Regions from separate parts of the Xenopus laevis genome. Here region 2 is linked to region 1. The links are chromatin contacts, called in public Hi-C maps. All regions are on one chromosome and are shown on one strand. The core of a region is the stretch at or near the end of the contact, and the rest is flanking DNA. Distances in the headings are between cores, read along the strand shown. Region 1 overlaps zmynd8.S (zinc finger, MYND-type containing 8 S homeolog). Region 2 holds the start of zmynd8.S (zinc finger, MYND-type containing 8 S homeolog).

Region 1 (7,564 bases), core at 3,206-5,705:
TGTACTTGATCCCAACTAAGATATAATTAATCCTCATTGGAGGCAAAACCAGCCTATTGGGATAATTTAATATTTACATGATTTTCTAGTAGACTTAAAGGAGAAACAAACCCTTAATAAAAAAAACCCTACCTTATATCTTAGTTGGGATCAAGTACAAGCTACTGTTTTATTATTACACAGAAAAAGGAAATTTTTAAAAATTGTAATTATTTGATTATAATGAAGTCTATGGGAGAAGGCCTTTCCATAATTTGGATCTTTCTGGATAATGGGTTTTGGATAACGGATCCCATACCTGTACTACAAATTGCTTTGCAGAGTGATGCAGGGCCAATGATAAGTATGAAGGTGTTCCTGCAGCCCTGTTGTATGACCCCCAACAGCCGTCAAACCCCCCTGTCTCTCTGTTGTTCATGGCATGTGAGCAGGGGATAACTTTAGGGTCAGGGCACACAGGCAGATTCGGGGGTTTGGTCACCCGGCGACAAATCTCCTCGTCTTCGGGGCGACTTATCTCCCCGAACTGCCTCCCCTACCATCCCACCGGCACCGGCTAAAATGTAATTTACATTTTAGCCGGTGGGAAGGCAGGGGAAGCAATTCGGAGAGATAAGTCGCCCCGAAGAAGAGGAGATTTGTCGCCGGGTGACTAATCTCCCAGAATCTGCCTGTGTGCCCTGACCCTTAGGATGAAGGAAAATCTCCAGCAATAGGATGTGAATAGCCTGTAATCAGGACACCAAATGAAAGGGAAAAAGTACTCTTGCTCTTTTCTCTAACATACCTCACTCTATACACAACCAACTAATGATAAACAAATCCTATTTATAGGTAGTGTTTCTGTTTAAAAGCATTAGGGCTTCTCTGTATATTTATATTCCTATAAAGGGGTAGGAGCTGCCATATTGTTTCCCATACTGACAATACATTATGAGGGCACAGCTTATATAGGCAGGGATTTTTCATTTCCATGAAGAATCATCAGACTAACACCTTCTGCTGGTCATATCAGTATACTGTTAAATTCAAATTTGCATAAAAGTTCTGTTCCTGCACTTTGCGGTCTGTACAGTGGGAATTCTAGAAGATAAATCTGCATTAGAAAACTGTTTTCTGTTTAAGTAGCTCTGGGGTGAAAAACGTACCTCATGCTCACAAATCTTGATTATGACTTTTGCGGTTTGTGTCAGCTTGTGATTGCCTAACGAAGGAAAAATACATATAAATATGGTCACAACCAATGAAAAGAATATAAATAAGGCGAATATCACCTGAAGTGAACTGGTACATGTGCTTAAAGTGTTAAAGGGATTCTGTCATTTTTATGATGTCGTTTTTATTTCTAAATTACACTGTTTACAATGCACATAATTCACTTTACAATATAAAATGTCATCCCTGAACCAGCAAGTGTATATTTTAGTTTTTAATATTGGTGTGTAGGTGCATCTCAGGTCATTTTGCCTGGTCATGTGATTTCAGATAGAGCCAGCACTTTAGGATGGAAATGCTTTCTGGCAGGCTGTTGTTTCTCCTACTCAATGTAACGGAATGTGTCGCAGTGGGACCTGGATTTTACTATTGAGTGTTGTTCTTAGATCTACCAGGCAGCTGTTATCTTGTGTTAGGGAGCTGCTATCTGGTTACCTTCCAAGTATTCTGTTAGGGTCAGGGCAAACGCTCAGAATCGGGAAGATTAGTCGCCTGGCGACAAATCTCCTCTTCTTCGGGGCGACTAATCTCACGAGCTGCATCCTGCCGGCTAGAATGGCTAGACGTCGCCTCACGAGGAAACTTTGGGCGACATTGGAAAATGAATCGCTTCAATTTACATTTTAGCCGGCGGAAGGCAGTTCGGGGAGATTAGTCGCCCCTGAAGAAGAGGAGATTTGTCGCTGGGCGACTAATCTCCCCGTGTGTCCTGACCCTAACAGGGAACAGAACACAGTGACTATTTAAACCAGCCAAACCTACCTCCCCCACGAATCATTTGCATAATTAATCCAAATTAGTGAAGGTGCTCCCCATGGGTGGCGGAGGTGGAGAAATATTAGAGAAAAGTCCTTGTGATGAACAGAGTAGCCCCAAGTTAGTAGAATATTATCTAGTTGATAACTGATATGAGTCACAGAGCTCTCTTCATCAGCTGCAAGTGGCGATTCTCACAGTTAACAGCACTTTGACGAAGTATCTGGGTCTACACCCTGCACCTTTGACATAAAAAATTAAGATAATACCTGGTGAGCTTCTTGCAGGGACTTAATCCCGGCAACATACAGAGGTGTAACTATAGAGAACATAATCCCTCCAGTTGCTGGGAGTTACTGTAGCACCGATAAGCAGTTTTAATATATGTTTTTGAACCTCCACTTCCATTTCAGCCATATCATGAATAAGTACAAAATACTCACCACCGTTGTAAATAATGCAGTTGTGTAAAATCCATTTGGCTTCAGCCAGAAAAGCTTCCGTGCAACCGTACATTTTCTTCTTTACATTCTGTGTATGAGAAATAATAAAATGTATCAGCAGCATAGTAACCCATAACCGCGTCTTTGTACAGACATGGGATCTGTTATCCAGAATGCTGGGGACCTGGGGTTTTCTGGATACGGATCTTTCTGTAATTTGCATCTTCATACCTTAAGTCCACTAGAAAATCATGTAAACATTAAATAAACCCAATAGGCTGGTTTTGCTTCCAATAAGGATTAATTATATCTTAGTTGGGATCAAGTTACTGTTTTATTATTACAGAGGAAAAATGAATCATTTTTAAAAATCTGGATTATTTGGATAAAACTGAATCTACGGGAGAGGGCCATTCTATAATTCTGGATAACGGGTTTCCGGAAAACGGATCCCATACCCGTAGTTTCATTATTCATTGCTTTAGGCTGGTGGGTAAGCTTCAGTATTACTTCCCGTAGCCCTTCTACTGTGTTATAATCACCTTAGAGGTCATCGTACTGTAGCAAGGCTTAGACATGGTTTCACGTCATAAGTAGCAGGACCTTTAGAGCAAGGTCAGTAATAGAATACTTTAAATACAATATTAGCAAGAACAGCCCGTTAATTAAGGGTATATTGGCCTTTAATATACTTTTGCTACAAAATGATAATTTGCTACAAAATAGAGTTGACTAATTTTAAAATATTGAATTACCGACATGTGCTATACTGAAACAGAATAATGCATGCAATGGGTAATTTACCTTTTCTAAGGTACTAAGATCCATAGGATAAAATATATATTCTGCATAATCAGGGTGTTGCTCCAAAGATACCGGCTTCTGGAATGGCTCTGTCTGTAGAATATAAGGAAACAGATGTTACTAATGGCTCCAGCAGCAAATGCTGTGTTTACTTGTCCATTCCAAGGGCCCTTTGTAAAACTGACAAGACGAGTGGAGATGAGGCCGATCATGACCATTCTCCACCAGCTGAATAATGCCAGTGAAGAATATACCATGTGGGCCATAGGCTTAAAGGAGAACTAAAACCTAAAAATGTATATGGCTATAAATGCCATATTTTATATACTGAACTTATTGCACCAGTCTAAAGTTTGAGCTTGTCAATAGCAGCAATGATCCAGGACTTTAAACTTGTCACAGGGGGTCACCATCTTGGAAAGTGTCTGTGACACTCACATGCTCAGTGGGCTCTGATTGGCTGTTGAGAAGCTAAGCTTAGGGCTCGTCACTAATTATCCAGCAGAAAATGAGCTTCCCTGGCTGTAATATAAGCTGATGCTACAGGTTTGCTGATTATTCAATTCTGATGCTAATTGCACTGGTTTCTGTGCTGCCATGTAGTAATTATCTGTATTAATTACTAATCAGCCTTATATGGTGACATTTCTATTCTATGTGTACTGTATATTGTGAGTGGGCCCCTAAGCTCAGTAAGTGACAGCAGCACAGAGCATGTGCAGTGAGAAAAGAAGATGGGGAGCTACTGGGGCATCTTTGGAGACACAGATCTTTACTGCTAAAAGGCTGTGGTTGCCTTGGGCTGGTACAGAAGCCCAAAACATTATGTACAACATTTCTAGCTACTTCTTTAGTTCTCCTTTAAGGGACAAATTTCACAGTCTACTAAGTGAAAAGCCATATGTCCGTTTAGTCTCCTGGAATCCACCACAAATCTGCACCCACAATGCAATGCAGAAAATTTTTTGGTCCCCATCACCAATAGAACATTGTTACATAGTGCTCACCTTATCCAACACAAACTGATTGCACCATTTATCAAATGGATCAGTTAGCCCTATCGCACAAACGGTGTTTTGATCACCATATTTAAATTTTCATTGGCCAATAGGCCGCAGGATCATTACTTCTCTGTCTTGTTCTCTCCATGTTGAACTAATTCCGATGCTGGTGCACTAATGCCCTGTGTGCCACATGCTTATTTGTTCAGGCAAACCACATACTGTCCGCATACAAAGAAGGCCACCGTGACAAGACAAAGGCATGCTCATTACCCAGACCTACCCCAGGCTGCTTCATCTTCTGTAGTGCAAATTTAAGCAGATAAGACAGCTGTTCAATGGTCAGCATTGTCATTGCTTTGCTCTGTGTCTCTATGCATTCTGCAACTGTGATTTTCTAAGGAGACAAAAGAAAGGAAAAATACATGTTTAAATAAACACAGATGTCTGGGTGGGGGCAGAGAACTGCCAAAGCATCTTTGTGACACATTAACTAAAGCTGGCCATAGATGTTGAGATTTTTATAAGATCAGATCCTGATCTTCTCAGAACGATCGTACGAATTTACCATCAACTAAAAAGACCAATTTGGCAGGAAAACAAAGGGGAGCTGCCTGCTTGGCCCTGCAAACATAGATAGATTGCACTGGGACCGACAAAGATTTTTTAACCTGGCCGATCAATTTCCTCACAGATGTCGGCCGAAAAATCGTAAGATGTTCGATCGTTCGAATCCCACTAACCGCACAATAATTTCGAAGGATTGCTCGGGCTTCCCTAAAATCGGTCGTTCGGCAAGAAGAATCGTTGCGTCTATGGGGAGCTTTACATTGGGCCAGTAACCTATATTAAGGGCTTTAGCACACGGGCAGATTCGGCGGCGACTAATCGACTCTTCTTTGGTGCGACAATCTCCCCTGTCACGGACCTTCCCTCCCAGGTAATGTTACCAGCCCAATCCAACCTCTCCAGTGATGTTGCTGCTTAAGAGTAAAGGTGGCCATAGATGCACAGATAATATAGTACAAAACGAATTTTCGTACAATAATCGGTGCGTGTAAGGTGGGAAAAGAGTCGCCCGATATCTGCTGAAGACTTGGATATCAGTCAGCTCGTCGACCGGGTGGACAGAAGATTTTGAAAGGTGCCTTTGAAGGCACCCAAACATCGGCCATTGTTAGTGCTGAATCATCAGATACAGGTAGAATTCTATTGTTTCTATATGTTTATCTGACCATTCAGCTCTACACGTGTGTATTGAAACAAACGACCTTGGAAAGATATTTTTCAAGAAAGATCGTAATTGTTACGTCTATGGCCACCATAATTCCTTTACATTACAAACAAAATCGAACAAAATAACTGCCTTTTCCTGCATGTAGAGAGGCAGGATTTCTGATGATTTTAATAGAGTGAGCTCTAATACATCTTCTAGGCAAAAGTAGCCCTCCTATAAGATATATTGGATCAAAGGGCAAGGCCTGACGTGGCATTTTTACATTGCGTTTTTATAAAAGAACAGCCAGGCGTAAATACGCCACTGAAACCTCATGCGACCGTCAACATGCGTTTTTCATCACGTAGGATTCTTTTCCCAACATGCACTTCTCATTGTTCTCATTGAATTTAATATTTAAAATATGCTGCGTATTTACGTAAGTGTGGTTTCAAACATGCAGATCCCATAGAGTCTATTGATTTGTTAGTTTCTTGATGTATTGGCATTTCTGCTAACAAACGCCAATACTGGCGTCCTGTGGCGGATTACAGCTTGCAAGCGCCCTGTGTGAAGTGCGTTTTCCATTAGTTTCAGTGGTAGTGTAGTTTATGCGTATTTACGTTGGCTGTTCTTTTTTAAAAATGTCGCAAAAACGCCACATCTGGCCTTGCCCTAACTGTCAATGAATATGTGACACCCAACTGCTGTATGAAGACAGAATGAAGAGAAACAGATGCTGAGAGAGAGGAATAGTGAACGTAAACTTGATTATTTCAGAAACAATGCAGAATATTTAATTGATTGTATTTAGAAAGTTTCTTATTTCAGTGTGCTGAAGCTTATATTGCACTTTCGCGATAGTTCCCCTTTAAGTATTATTAAAACTAAAAGACTTGTAGCTCACAAGCTCAGTATTCCTCCTTCTTCACTCTGCTGCGCAGAAGAACGAAAAGCTGAACTTTTAACTAGAAAGTCGATATTTCGTTCAACTGCGCATGCGTTTGTCCCAGGTAGGGTTGCCACCCGGCCGGTATTTTTTTGTGTTATGGACCGCCTCCTTTTTGTACCCGCCCCCACCGGCCGGTTATTTTTTTTCAGTAAAGGTGGCAACCCTAGTCCCAGGAAATATAAAGAAAGAAGAAGATGGAAGAGGAACGATCCATGGTGCTCACTGGTATAACCCCGGGCCGGTGCAGTTTTCTGCTGATAGGAGCACCGACCCGGGGTTTCAGGTAAGTCAATACCATCACTTGGGAGTGCCTAACATATGGCACCCCCAAGTGCACCAAGCCTTTCCTTCTCCTTTAATAATCATGTTACATCTCATTCAGCCCCCCAAAATTAGTGTGGCTGGAACATGACGACTGGCTTCCTGAATTAAAGCCCCTTACCTCACACTCAGGGCAAAACCAATCGCCCTCAGGTTCAGCTGTCAGTTTCAGACACTTAGCATGGTAAACTCTTGGGCAGAGCTCACAGCACAGAACTTGACCTTCCCGATGACAAACCCAGCAGTAGAAATCGTTTCGGCCATCCTGCGGTACAACATCAACAGGGTCTGTGGTGAGTGGCTGCTTCATATAGTAAAACGGACCATGCCTTAGCTCTGACTGGAATGTAGGCAAGAGAGACAGATTGGGGGGGTTTTAAAAACAGATGCGCCATAACAACAAACAACAAAACAAGCAGAGAGCAAAGCAACAAACAAATAAAACAGGAATAAAATAATAATACAGATGACAGCAAAGCATGAACCCCCGTGCCATTGGTTGAAATACAGGGATTTCCCGTTAGCACCCTATCAATTAAAAATTCTGCATTGTTTCTGAAATAATCAAGTTTAGCTTCGCTATCCCTCTCTCTGCATCTGTTTCTCTTCATTCTGTCTTCATTCAGGAGTCAGGTGTCAGATGAACGATCCGATATATCTTATAGGAGGGCTCCTTTTGCCTACAAGATGTATTAGAGCTCACTCTATTAAAATCACCATTGTGTCTCTCTACATGCAGAATTTGAGCAAAAGGCAGTTATTTTGTTTGTACTGGAATAAGTTATTTGCATGAGCTCTAATACATCTTCAGGGAGCCCCCCTATAAGATATATTGGATCATTCATCTGACACCCAA
Region 2 (7,564 bases), core at 2,227-4,726, 38 kb after region 1:
TCAACCAATAAACCAAGCAATATTCATAGCACACAGACATCAGTGGGGGGGATGATCCAGCAGATTTTACCAGTACATGTATATGTACGTTTCTGCTATACTGAAATATCTTACAAAGATATCTGGTGTGGTTCTGAGAGTAAGGGACATTACAGCAGATGAGATAGTAAAGGCCCATCATCCAAAATGTAAGGGTGGTAGCAGACGGGGAGATTAGTCGTCCAGTGAAAATTCTTCTCTACTGTGGGCGACTAATCTTCCGAAATGCCTACCCGCCGGCAAGAATAAGAAGCAAATTCGGAAATCTGAAGCGACTTGTATGTCATCCCGCTGGCAATTCATATTCTTGCCGGCGAAAAGGCATTTGAGGAGATTAGTCGTGCGCAGTAGAGAAGATTTGTCACTGGATGAATAATCTCCCCGTGTGCCAGTATGAAACACCGTTATCTATGCCCAACAAAGCCAGGCCCATAAACAGTGTTCGCTCATGAATTGTCATGAAGGAGCTATCGGAGACAATTATTTATTGCTAGAAAATCTACTATTCTTGGAGGCCTAAATGTGGCCATAGACGTAACAATTACAATCATTGATGCAACCACTGGTCGTAAGAAAGAACGTTCGTTTTCAATACAGACATTTAGAGCGGAATCCTCAGTTATACAGATAGAAGCAATAGAATTCTACCTATTTCTGATGATTCAGCTGTAAACCCTGGCCGATGTTTGGGCGCTATTCCGACTTGGCAGATACTTGATATCCAAGTCTCTTGCCAATATCGGTCGGCCAGTCTTCCGCCATACATTTTCAAGTTGTTCTTCGGCCTATGTAGCACCTGGCAACATTGGATGCAGCAAAAAAAGAAGCCAGTTCCTACAGGCAGCCATTATGTTCAGTTGCCAGGAATGGAAAATCTGGTAGAAGACATGCACCATATTTACATCAAACGCTTGCATGGAAGAATAAAGGGTAGACGGATATAAAAACAAGAAATCAAAAGAACAGGCTCAAAAATAGCTATATGTTGCAAATACTCATTTACCAGGTCTCTGTGCAAGCCTTTTGGCCCATATGGACACCATACTAATGAATAATCAGTGACTGATTCTGTGGCTACGTAACCAATGGAAAATGGCACCAGTTAAGTTTCTATTGCAGCCATGATGAAACATGTAAAAAAGAAACCCCCAATAAGTAGGCCCAAGAACCTAACTACCATGCCCACTATCAGTACGTAGTAAGCTCTCTGTCTCAACTCCCCAGTGTGCTCCGTCTACCTTCCTCAAGCACCAGAGCAGACACATTCTCTGCATTCTGCACCGAAACTGTTGGGGGATGGGAATAAATTGGGTCAAAAAACACAAACCTCCTTTCATCTTTTACCCAACGGTTACACTTCCCAGCCAGGGAATATTTGCTTTGGACTAAATGTTATGTACATGGAATGCATAATGCAGTCCAGGGAAAGTTGCCTAGAGACTGGCAACCATTTAACAGCATGTTATATAAACTGCCATTTTGTGAATGCACTACCTTGGCTGTCAGAGAGCTGCATGACTTTGTGTGTCAGGCCCAAGAGGTTAAAAACCAGCCATTTAATTTTTAACCAGCATTCTGTGTGAAAACGGATGGGTAATAATAATCTCAACATAAAAAGACTGCTTTATTTTAAATGCATTTCTTGGTGCAATATGGTAGAACCTGGGCTTGCCAAGAAAAAACCCAAAACATAATAATTCAAGGAAAAAAGGACAAATAAAATATAAATTAAAGGTGACAAACTACAACAGGTAAAAAATGTGCAAACAAGGAATATACAATAGGAATTTGCCTCCCGTGAAAATACACAAGGCCTAGAGTGTTGGGGGAAGGGAGTGAATTCTCATAGCTATGACTTGCCTGTACTTATGTTTTCCTTTAAAATGTCAAATATATCTTATAATGTACAACCTGTTTCCTACAAATTAAAAAAAAAGTAGGGGATGAGGATCCCCAGCATGCACTTATATAGATTGCAAACTAAGTACAAAAACAGCTGATTAAAGTCTCCACGAAAGTAACACAAATACACAATTCTCTCTGGCAGATACCACATCCTTTTGTTTAGTGGGCTGGAAAAAAATGATTTACAAAAGGATTTGTTGTGTCATTTCAGAGTCCCGACTGAACAAAATTATATTTATAAAAAAAAAAAAAGAAATGAAATCAGCACTTAAATATAGAAAAAAAAAAATGTTTTCTGGCATGTGATCAGCAGGAAGTAACAGCAGACCCTGAAAGACGGATTAATCACAAAAAAACCTCATACACACCAAAAATAAAAGAAAAAAACAGCAACTTAGATAGTTACTTCTTTACTATGAAGCTAAACACAAAAAATCTGACAAATATTCCTGCCAGCTCTGTAAATGTAATTTTCAGTTTAAAGAAAAATTCCAGAGACGTTGCAGCAGTCATTACATAGTTACTTAACCCTTGTTCACATTAGTGAAGGCCCATATGCTTCGTCTCTATCAGGCCTTTCCAGTAATTTACAGCTAAAAAGATAAAAATAGCCATGCTGCCTAGGAAATATTCTCCCCTGTTTATAATCTACATCCAGGAAAGTACAAAAGCCCCCCCTGAAAAAATGTAACTGACTATTTTGTACTAAAACAAAATGACAGGCAAGCAGCTATAGCCAAAATACACTCAGACAAAAAAAATACAAAAAAAGTGTTCAGTACTTACTGTGTTAAATCCATATTAGTTTGTTGCTGTGAGGTATGCTACATCCAGATTTAAAATGGTATAAGAATAAAAAAAAAGTATTCCAGGGAAGGTGCAGGAATATAATAAACAAGTCCTCAATGTATAAAAATGTTAAAAAACAAAAAATACCTTGGGGCAAATCAATCCAGGATGCAGGCTAGGCCCCAAATCTAACCCAGGCATTAGTAAGAAGGGTTTCCTGCCATACAGTATAAAGTGTTTTTTGTTTTAATTTTTCCTTGAAGGCCTTGACTTTTCTTCTAGTGAGAGAGAAGATAAACTTGCCTGATGCTTAAGTTGCCAGCCTCCTGCGTTTGGCTTCCTTGGGGGCTGCTTAATGTTTGTGCTTTGCCAGACTCCATGTTCTCCCCAGCAGCATGTGACAATAATGAAGGGAGAGTGCTCTTCCTTGGCTTGGCTTTTGTGAAAGACTAGGGTAAAAAAACACCACCTTTTTCACTGGGAGAAAAGATTAAAAAAAAATTAAAAAAAAAAGTTATGCCCAAGTTCCTTTAGCACAAGTTAAGCTCTAGCCAGAGTAAGCAGTTTGGCTCATGGCATCCAGACCATGTGACCCAAAGAAAGCACATTTACACTGTAGATATAAAGTGAGTTTTGCACGACAAGTCGCCGAGATGTGACCTGCAAAAGCCCAGTTTGTACATCCATGAGATGGGTAGACAATTTTCAAAAAACAAAAAGCAAGGCTTACCTCTGTGGATGCATTGTAACACAGTGTTATGTCAATACTTATAAAACATGGAGGACAGAGTCTCTGTACTCAGACAGAAAAGGGTTTGGCACTTCAGCTTGATGATCTGTCTCCTTCATAGAAGCCGGGGCAGGATTGGGTGCTTACACAAATCCTAATGTCACGCTTCAGGCCATTGGCTGAAACACTTCCTGAGTGATTATCTTTGTGCAGCTCTGGAAAGCAAAAGGCATCCTGTGCAAGGGAAAAAAAAAGACAGGCTAAGTTAGGCCTTTTTTTTTTTCAACAGCAAAAGACATGTGTTTTAAAAGATCTCCCGAATACGTTACATTTTACAGAAATAAACCCAGGGGTTTTATTCTCATCTACTTGAGGTTTGGAACAAGGAGGACGAATTAAAATAAAAAGCACTGCTATTGAGCCTGCTAAAATAAAAAGACATGATCTGTACATGATTTTTATGATTTTTATGATCATATTATTACATTTAAAAAAAAACCCAAAGGCATGCAGATTCGCAGGAATAATGTTGTGTGATAAGGAGAATGTCAGTAGCAATGTTGTATGGAGGCCAAAAGCACAAAACCCCTGACCACAAACCTTCAGGACACTTTGCTGGCAGCGGCACTGGACTCCTCTTGCACCTTGGGTAAAGAAAGCAGCAGAAGGGTAAATAAAAATCAGTTCACAAAAGGCACAGCAATCTCATGACTAAAGCTCAGAGTGTCAGTTTCATTCAGCAAAGCAAACCTTTTTTTTTTTTTATAATGCCCCATCCTCCCAAGGCCTCCGATTCAAACTGTCTTTAAAGCAACAGACAGAAGGGGGGGGGGGACAAAAGGGGGGAAAAGGCTTCCGCTGTAGCTGAGTGTGAACTGCAGATTTTTAACTCTGCAAGGTCTGTTTTTCATATGAGAGGGGTCCAGGTATCTGTGCAAACGAAGAGACAAAGCCTATTTGTATGTAAATGAATCTCTTTTGCACTTTAATTAACGCTGGGTCACAGCCACCCTCTTTAACAAACAAAGAGAGAAACTGCAAGATAAAACAGCTGAATTTTTATAGCCCTACTTAATCTCTAGGCAAGGTATGTTGTACTCATGTCAGGTAAGTAGCCTCCTATAGGCTTATACCTTGTTACACAGCTACACATCAACACAGGGCATTCCTGGTTTATCATTAAAGAATAATTTGAATATCATTGATTCACCTTTCCAGACTTATAGTATTTCCCACAGTTCAACAAAAGCAACAGCCGGCTATAAATTTATACAGAGATGCCCCTCCTATTGTGAAAATGCCTGTAGGGAGACCTAATGGAGGCTATAAAAGGGCCAACCAGGTAGAATTAAACACAATTGCCAGATGGATGGACTCCCTTCCTACTGTTCCAGTCCTTCGTTGCAAAGACCGGACTTTTTTAAAAAAAATATTATTGGTATGTGTATTGCCGGATATACAGTATACTGGCCCTTTGACCAAAGACTGGACAAGCAGGTTATTGACAAATTTGGCTACAAAGATTGGCCAATACAGGGCTGATCCAATCATTCCTGGGGTTGTCATTAATCTATTTAGATGATGATGGCTTTCAAACCCACAAAAGCAGATTTCAGCCCTAAATGATCTGCCCTCATACCTCTATCACCATAATGGTGGCCCGGACTGGCAATCTGTGGGTTCTGGCAAATGCTAGAGGGGCTGCTATAAGATGCCATAAAAGTCAGTATTTTGTGGGCTGGTGGGGGATGTTTGGACCTCTGTGTGGGCTGATTGGGCCTCTGTTTACATGAAATGCCAGGGCCTATTTTAATTCTCAGTCCAGACCTGCAATGTGTGGTCACCCCGACTTCATCCCATAGAGATATCTGGATGAAATCAGTAGGTTTAAAAACCTTATCAGAGAAAGGACTGTGTGGCCTTCATTATGATGCTATTGTTGGCCCAATGGCTAAATGATAGGATCAACCCAATGTGGTGCAGTATATAGGTGGCCATATGAGCACATAACCAGTTGTATGGACACATTTTACTAGGGTTTTTACCCCTTTCTGTGGTAGCAATGGTCTCTTTGATCTATGCTAGCCAATGCCATGCAAACAAATACGGAATAAGGATCAAACCAGGAACATAGAATCTACATCTTTATGCAGGTTTCAGAATTGCCCCTTCATTAAGGCTCTTGTGCTCACCACTAATTGCTAAAACGGGAGCCTACATTTGTGGATGTAATGCAAGACTCAGATTCTGCAGTCGGTGGTGCTTAAGGGGTTAAGTTTCTACCCTACATTGACACGTGAACTTGCGTGTTGTTTGCAAAGGTCTTGAAGTAGGAATTAAAACTCCTAAACTACAACTCCCAGCATCTCCAGAGTGCAGGTTTGCCGGTTTTTATTAACATGTATTTATAATGCACCAACATATTCCACAGCACTGTACAAGAAAGAACAATCCTGTTTAAAGGGTCGGCATTTAGTGCCCTGCGTATGCAATAACAGTAATCAGACCATCAGGTCTACGGCACAACCTGGAATTTAGTACTATACTGCCCCCCACTGCTGACAGAGAGAATAGAGTAAAAAGACCAGCACTTGTATTTTCTCACCTGTATATGTGATAGTGCTGCTATTAACACACAATTCGCAATGAGAGCAGTGGATTTTTTTAATTGCATTTACAGTGTATTAAAGGGATCAAGGTGACTCAACCTAAACAACACGGTAATCTGTCTCTGGATTCTGACCCTTAAGAACCACCATGTTTTCACTAACATTTGTCTTACCCGTTAATTGCATAATACATGCCATGGCAATTATGAATATGCACCATTCTGCAATAAGCAAAAGTTGTAAAGAGATAACAGGCTCAGTCACTTTACTGCAGCCCCTCTTTTTATGCTCTGGCATTACATTCAGCCAAGGTAGAGTCCTGCAGCAGGTCGGGTAAAAAAGTAACCTGTGGGTTGCGGGCAGAACTTTCGGGTGCGGGTATAGATGTGGGTTGGAGGTTCTGTGGGTTGGGTTGCGGGTCTTCGCAATAGCGAGTTTTACTCCTTTACGTATGTTTCAATTTTTTTCTGATCACGCCTACTGCTAATGATGTCACTTCCGGTTTACAATGGGAGCACTTCCTGTTTCTTGATGGTTGCGGATAAGGCATTTGCAGGTCGGGTAGAGAGAGTCTAAGCGGGTAAGAATGCAGGTTCGGGTTTCAAACACTGGTTCCTCGCAGGACTTTAAGCCAGGGTGCCTCAAGCCCTTCTCCTTCAGTTGTCCCTTCTCCTAGGGTTGCCACGTTTTCTGGAAAAAAATACCGGCCTTCTTATATATTTATCTTTTTTCCCTATTAATAACATTGGGATCAATCATCATTTTTACAGGCCAGGTGGCAACTCTTCCTCCCCACCATGCCTGGACTGGAAGTCTGTGGATTCCAGCAAATGCCAGATGGGGCTGCTATAAGATGCCATAAAAAGTCATTATTTAGTGGGCTGGTGGGGGGCTGTCGGTGTAGCTGAAATGCCAGGACCTATATACTGAATTCCAAACCTGCTTCCAACTACCCACCAGCTCTTCCACACAGCAGAAAGGTGGTTAGTAATTGAGGTGGGAAGATAGAGATAAGCTGATGTAAATAAAAGGACTGAACGGTGGTGGAACTAAACACCCATGGGGCCAGGTCCAGTTTGCAACCGGACTCCCTTCTAAATCTCAACACCTGCCATCCCCTTACTGATACTGCACTCCAGTGCCACCTAGGGTTGTCACCTGGCCGGTATTTTACCGGCCTGGCCGGTAAAAATGATGGTTGATTCCAATGTTATTAATACGGAAAAAAGATAAATATATAGGAAGGCCGGTATTTTTTTCTGGAAAAGGTGGCAACCCTAGTCCCACCACTGGGCCTCATGATGGGGCGGGACTTAGGGCAGTCACACCCCCTGTTCCCATGGTAGTTACACCACTGGAAAAGAAGGCCAAAGATGACGATCATGGAATTCAATAGTAAAAGTATGTAGGGAAAGCTGCTTCCATATATAAAGTCACATGCCCCCAGCCCAAGACAGGTACCGCCACTCATTTTGTTTTCATTCCATGTAAA

What was found. A called contact is a pair of places that touch in the nucleus more often than the background predicts.
Region 2: a contact with region 1 is called in a Hi-C map of the XL177 cell line, with 2.5 times the contacts expected there. The contact joins the promoter of zmynd8.S here to the enhancer-like site in region 1. A contact is called at or near these places in 2 of 4 Hi-C or Micro-C datasets (the XL177 cell line and animal cap).

What each region holds. Positions count from the first base shown.
Region 1 is chr9_10S:8,508,451-8,516,014 of Xenopus_laevis_v10.1, forward strand. It overlaps zmynd8.S (zinc finger, MYND-type containing 8 S homeolog), which reads right to left. Exons shown (of 21, transcript NM_001177440.1): 5 at 6,830-7,048; 6 at 4,503-4,616; 7 at 3,219-3,311; 8 at 2,415-2,502; 9 at 1,149-1,204. Among protein-coding and RNA genes, the nearest start is that of zmynd8.S, 39 kb to the right of the region's middle. Within about 2 kb of position 4,456, at least 4 of the 7 cell types and tissues checked have an H3K27ac peak or open chromatin away from gene starts, as enhancers often do. A contact at or near this core is called in animal cap, where this site is marked.
Region 2 is chr9_10S:8,547,352-8,554,915 of Xenopus_laevis_v10.1, forward strand. zmynd8.S (zinc finger, MYND-type containing 8 S homeolog) reads right to left here and starts at 3,477. Exons shown (of 21, transcript NM_001177440.1): 1 at 3,464-3,477. The coding sequence starts at 3,477.